2 separate regions of the Mus musculus genome follow, and region 1 is linked to region 2. The links are chromatin contacts, called in public ChIA-PET maps. All regions are on one chromosome and are shown on one strand. The core of a region is the stretch at or near the end of the contact, and the rest is flanking DNA. Distances in the headings are between cores, read along the strand shown.

Region 1 (2,969 bases), core at 75-2,574, 310 kb after region 2:
GCTAAAGTGTACTTATGTATAATAATAAATAAATCTTTAAAAACACACACACAAGTAAATCAATATCACTCTTTCCCTCCTGTGTGTCACTAGTTTTATGTCACCTTGACACAAGCTAGAATCATCGGAGAGGAGGGAGCCTTGGCTGAGAAAAATCTCTCCATAAGAACAATCCAAATGAAACTGAGTAAGAAATAAGCAAGGTGTGTGTGTGTGTGTGTGTATGTATGTATGTATATATACACATATACACATATATACATACATATATATGTATACACACACACACACATATCTTTATGTTGGTGGACAGAGGTGCCTTAAATTGGGTCCCACAGTGTATGCTGGTGACAGGCCTCTTCAGGGGACTTCTTGGTGCCGGAGCTGGAGTGTGGTAAAGCGAGAACACCCACACGGAGAGAGAGAGACAGCCTGGTATGTGGTGTTCAACTCCACATTCAGTGAAGATGCACGTTTACTGAAAGGGGATTGCTAATGAGCTTCAGGGAAACTTCCTTCTGGAAAGGGCTAAAGTTTGGGGATGAGGATGGGGGTGGGGGTTGTGCCCACTACTTTTGGTCCTAGAAGTCTGACTGGTGTGAGGATTCTAAATTAAGAACTAATTTTCAAGGTTGTGGCGTATACCAAGGGTATGGCGTATATGTTAAGGCAAAGGGAAAGCCACACCGTCATCTTGTATTTGAGTGTTACTAGCTCGCTTTATAAACCCAGGTAAGTGGGCCTGGGGAGATGGCACCCACGTAACAGCATGACTTAAGTAGAAGCCCTTCTGCAGTCCCAGCGCTTGGAAGACTGAGTCTCTCTCTCTCTCTCTCTCTCTCTCTCTCTCTCTCTCTCTCTCTCTCTCTCTCTCTCTCACACACACACACACACACACACACACACGCGCGCGCGCGCGCGCGCGCCAGGGGCTAGCTGTAGCTAAGTTGAGCTGCAAGCATTCGAATCTTTCATCCCCGGTGACATCAGCCTGGAACGCTCTGGAACACTTGGCTGGCTTGCTTTCTCTCATGCTTTCACGACCCAGTCTTCCGTATGCTTTGCTGAGGTGGCACTCTGCCTCCTACGTGACCGCCTTGCCCTGCCCTGTTTAGTCTGCTCCCGCGACCTCCAACGCAGCGGAGGACCAGAGCCCACACCCAAGGTCTCTGCGTTCCTCCCTGGCGGAGAGGGAGGACTGGGGGGCGGGGGTGGAGGGTAGTTACAGCATCCCTTAGAAACTCCCTCAGCTCCAAACAGGAGGGCGACCGCAAGATGCAGGGGCACCTCCCGAACCAGAGGCGGCGCCTCCTGATGGGCGCGGACTCGGGCAGAGTCGCAGCGCGGCTGCTGATTGGCTGTGCGGAGTCAGGCGCTGTGGGCCGAGTGGACGGGTGTGACCCTGGGGGCTCTGAGTGATGGGCCGCGACTCGGGCGGCTCCCAGTGTTGACCTGGGTGTGGGCTGGCTGAGGGCCAGGGTAGGAGTGTGAGCACCGCCTGCGGTAGGGCAGCGATGCGGCCTATCGCGCAGTCGCTGCCCTCCTCCCCGGGATGCTCTGAGGGCTTTAATGGGGCATTCGCTCAGCACTAAGTGCTGAAGGACCGGAAGGACGGTAGTTTTGCTGGGGTTACAGGTATGCCTGAGGTGACCCCACAGAAAGTTAAATAGTTTATTACATACAAACAAATTAATCCTGGATATGTACACAAATCGAACCAAAGCAGATACCCAAATATTGGTGCGCAAATATTTGCAGCGCTTTTTACACTTGCCAAAAGGTGGAGCCAGCTCAGTTGTTGATCCGTCGATGAACTGGCTGAGGTAGACACTTTAAGTGCTTAGTAGGCAATACCAAGGAGTGGAGTATTACTTGAATGAAATGGGGACACCAAGGTATTGTTGAGGAGAAAGTCTTTACTCTAGAGGGAGAATACAGCCAGAGGCATCTGGAAGGGTCCAGAGCAGACTAAATATGGCCAGCAGAGAACCAGGCCATCGAGGAGGGAGAAAAGTGGAGAGCAAGAGAAAGAGGGACCCAAGGTGACCAAGACCCAAGAGGGCAACGAGGACAATGGCTAAAATAGCAGGGTTATATAGGAACGAGAAGCTTGGGGTCGGGGTCGGGGGAGCCCAAGAGTTGGGGAAGTTTAGGGTAGGGGCCAGGAGAGAGCGGAGAGGAATCTCAGGCACTGAGCCCCGAGATCAGCAGACGCTTTGATATGCTAATAGGCACCACAGGTGGCCAACTGTCTTGAGTTTTCTTTTGAACCTGACACCACTGATTTATGCTACACACTGGGTGATTGCCTGGCAAACCTTGCTGGGAGTGGGGGGTGGTAGCACATGTGGGTTATCAATTGTTTAACTCCCTATCCTTGAAGTACAAGGCAAGCGGGTACCTCCTAGGCCAGCACCGTTGGTTTTTTTTTGTTTTTTGTTTTTGCTAAGGGTGGGGAAAAGTTGGCTTGTGGCTGATAAGATTAGGTGTCACTGGCAAATGGTTTTAAGAGTTTTGGGTGATGAACTGTTGTAGAGGGCCTTGGTGGCCAGTCTGATTGACAGAGCTAGTTCTAAGACAGCCAAGGAAGGCTACAACAAAGAAACTCTGTCCTGAAAAACCAAAAACCAAAAAAACCAAAAACCAAAACCAAAAACCAAAAGAAGAAGAAGAAGAAGAAGAAGAAGAAGAAGAAGAGGAAGAGGAAGAGGAAGAGGAAGAGGAAGAAGAAGAAGAAGAAGAAAGAAGAAAATGTTTTATAATGTAACAGTGGTTACATTATGTCGTGAACGTAAGAAAGGCTTCTCATTGCTCACTTTGGGTTTTCTATTTTATATGGTGACTTTCCACTTTAGTGAAGCATGGAAACACGTGACCTTTTACAGCCGCCATCCTGTTCCCTCCTGTTCTCCAGGGGCTGGTGTTTGTTACAGCCTGGCCTGGGCTATTCATTGTTGTTTGAGAAATAC
Region 2 (2,814 bases), core at 240-2,739:
CTATGTGGTGCAATTTTTTGGCTCTAAAAATAATTAAAACATCTTCCCACTTTAATAATGTCTGCTTTCTATTGTTTCCTTTCTTGATGGGCCACAGCTCCTGGAGGTTTTCAGAGGAAGCCTGGCTGGCTGTAGGATCTCTCACAGCCTTGACCTGAGGTCACAGTTTCTATGCTGAGAGCGCTTGTCTCCTCACTCATAGGAGAGTTATGTCTTTGCCTGGCTTTTCCTTATAGCACACAGTGGTACCCTCTCTCTTCTCTCTGTCTGCTGTATCCACCCCACCCCATGTTCAATACTGCAGAGTTCTACACTCCCCTCCCTCCCGTAACTCTATTCATACTCCCTTGGGACCATAGATCTCCCCAAAAGGGAAAGAAAATTTTGACAATGATCAAGCTGAAACACAGACAACCCAGTCTTTTCTCCTCTGCTGGACAAACAACCTGTCTCCAAAGGAGCAAAGAAAGCTAACATATACTGGGCACTTAGTGGGCACCAGACACCGAGTTCACATTACAATCTCACTTCGCTCATTTCTAGTAGCCATCCGAGGGTACCTGTTAATGTGTTCAAGCTCAGAGAGTGTAATTGAACAGTCAGCGTAAGGCAAAGGTGAAACCAAAATTCAAACCTAGTCTACACAACTTCAAAGGGCTCTCTTACATATACTGCTTTTAGTTCTTGAAGAGAATTCTAGCCGGTCAAATGTGGCGGGACGGCAGTGTTCTGATGGAGATGCTGCCTAGCTGATTTCCTGCTCAGGCCATGACAAACTGTAATCTGAAAACCTCTGAGCTTCTGTGGCCCACCTCTCTATAGAAGCTCCCCTAAATCCTCGCTCTCAGTAACAACTCAGGAAGGAGCCTCTACAGTGTTCATTTTATGTCACACTCTCACATAACTGTCCCAGCAGCTCTGAAAGGCAGTGGAAGTGGTGACTTTAAAGATGAGGGGCTGAGGCCTAGCAGGACCAAAGAGCCACCCATCCTGGGCTATAGTCACCACTCCTGACACGCAAGTTCTCCCCACCCAGCATCTGTGCCCTGCACACACACGCACATCTTGCCCCTTCAACAGGTCTGGTCTCCACCCCTGCTCCCTGAGATCCTGTCCTGGCAGAACCATCTTTGAGCCCAGCTCTGGCTTATGGATCTCCAGTCCCCTCTACCACCTATGGTCTCCATGTTTCTTTCTTCATCTCAAGTATAGCTCTTCTGTGTGAATTCTTTGAGAACTGTACTTGAAAACTCAGGACAGAGTAAGAAAAGTTCTGCTATCAGCAGTTTTTCTCCCTGCACCCACAAAACACTACAGTTTTTGTAAGAAAACACATTTCCCAAGTGCCCTCCCTGAACTGGGTCTGAGGTTCGCCTCACAAACCCTCAATGTTGCAAGCTACCTGTTATTTCACAGACCAAACCAGGAAGCTGGGGCCCAGAGAGGTTAATTAAGGTTAGAGTTAGGAAGTGGTTAAGTGGGGATTCAGACACATGGGTGGCATTCACAGCAGTGTATCATGCAAGTCCCTGGGAGAGCAACAGCTATGCTGACTATAAAGGACAGGCAGAAGTGAAATTTCAAAGATGTGCAGAAGCAACATCTTCTAGCCTGGGGTGATCTGCCTCCAGACTAGCACAACAGCCTATGACAACTTCGTCTGCACCACTGTGGCCCTACTGTGACACCCCTCCCACATCACTGTCTCCTATCCCCTGACTACTGTCACCAGCTGGTACAAACCTTCAAGCAATTATTCCTGAAGAGAGGAAAAGAGGATGTATTGATTTCACAGTTCTGTATTTATATAGTGTGGAAAATGAATTCTATAAAATCACTGCCTGATGGCAATGGTGACAAGGTCCTTGAGAGAGCTGGAAGTCACTGACGAGGGGAAGGGAGCCTTGAGCAGGAGTCGATGCTCAACCCTGGGCCCTGCTCAGGTGCTGAGAACCAGGCACACCTTAAGACTAGCCACAGGATCTAGCTGGGAAGCCAGATGGAGAAGAGATCCACTCTGGGAAGGACAGACACCTGAACCCCTGGAGGCTAAGGCGGATGACTGGGTCTCGCCACCATTGTCCCTCTGCTAAGCCTTTCTTTACCTACCTTGTTTTGTGTAACCATCACAAAGTATGCAGTTATGAAGAGGTCAAGTCCAGGCACTTGTCATTTCTCCAAAGTCACACAGAATGGCGGACCCAGTGTGCATTTGTCATTTCTCAACCTCGCCCCTGCACCATACTACACACTATATACTCAAACAGGATAAAAAAACCTGGTCCACACACACAGCGATTCTGGGTTAGTGTACAGAGCTTCCCTAAAGACAGGACTGACCCTGATGACCAAGTGAACAGGTCTTAAGCAAAAAGAATCAGTAAATTTGGCTGGTCCAATAGGGAAGATAGCCAAGGCCCGAGTTACATAAAAGAAGTGACTGCAGGTGACTCTAAATGCCCTGCTGCTCAGAGACACCATAAGACAAAGGGAGGCAGCCAGGAGATCAGTGGGATCCCATTGTGGGGGGTGCGGGGAACCCCACGCACCCAAGTAAATTTCAGGCTGAAGCCTGAGTAACCCAGTTAGCGGGCTAGGCTGAACATTGAGGACAGCAGGGCACTTTAAATGGCCCAATCCAATCTATCTGCCCTTCACAATGAACGCAGCCCAGCAACCAAACGGATTGCCAGATTTCTGTGACTAACCAAAGGGTTTTCTTCTTTTCGTGTTACTACACCTAGTCTTTTTCTCTGGCACTCTCTGGACTAAGTATAAGAGAAAGCTGGGTACAAACATGCCTTCTACCTTTTC

Evidence for each region. ChIA-PET counts read pairs in DNA pulled down with a chosen protein or histone mark.
Region 1: an RNA polymerase II ChIA-PET map of memory CD8 T cells shows a contact between it and region 2, with 9 read pairs. The contact joins two enhancer-like sites. A contact is called at or near these places in 1 of 484 Hi-C or Micro-C datasets (CD4 T cells) and 4 of 115 datasets of contacts at active chromatin or transcription factors (embryonic limb bud, embryonic stem cells, extraembryonic endoderm stem cells and 1 more).

What each region holds. Positions count from the first base shown.
Region 1 is chr19:44,265,501-44,268,469 of GRCm38.p6, reverse strand. No RefSeq gene overlaps it. Among named protein-coding and RNA genes, the nearest start is that of Gm35183, 5.2 kb to the left of the region's middle. Within about 2 kb of position 1,324, at least 306 of the 459 cell types and tissues checked have an H3K27ac peak or open chromatin away from gene starts, as enhancers often do. A contact at or near this core is called in memory CD8 T cells, where this site is marked.
Region 2 is chr19:44,576,871-44,579,684 of GRCm38.p6, reverse strand. No RefSeq gene overlaps it. Among named protein-coding and RNA genes, the nearest start is that of Hif1an, 15 kb to the right of the region's middle. Within about 2 kb of position 1,489, at least 26 of the 459 cell types and tissues checked have an H3K27ac peak or open chromatin away from gene starts, as enhancers often do. A contact at or near this core is called in memory CD8 T cells, where this site is marked.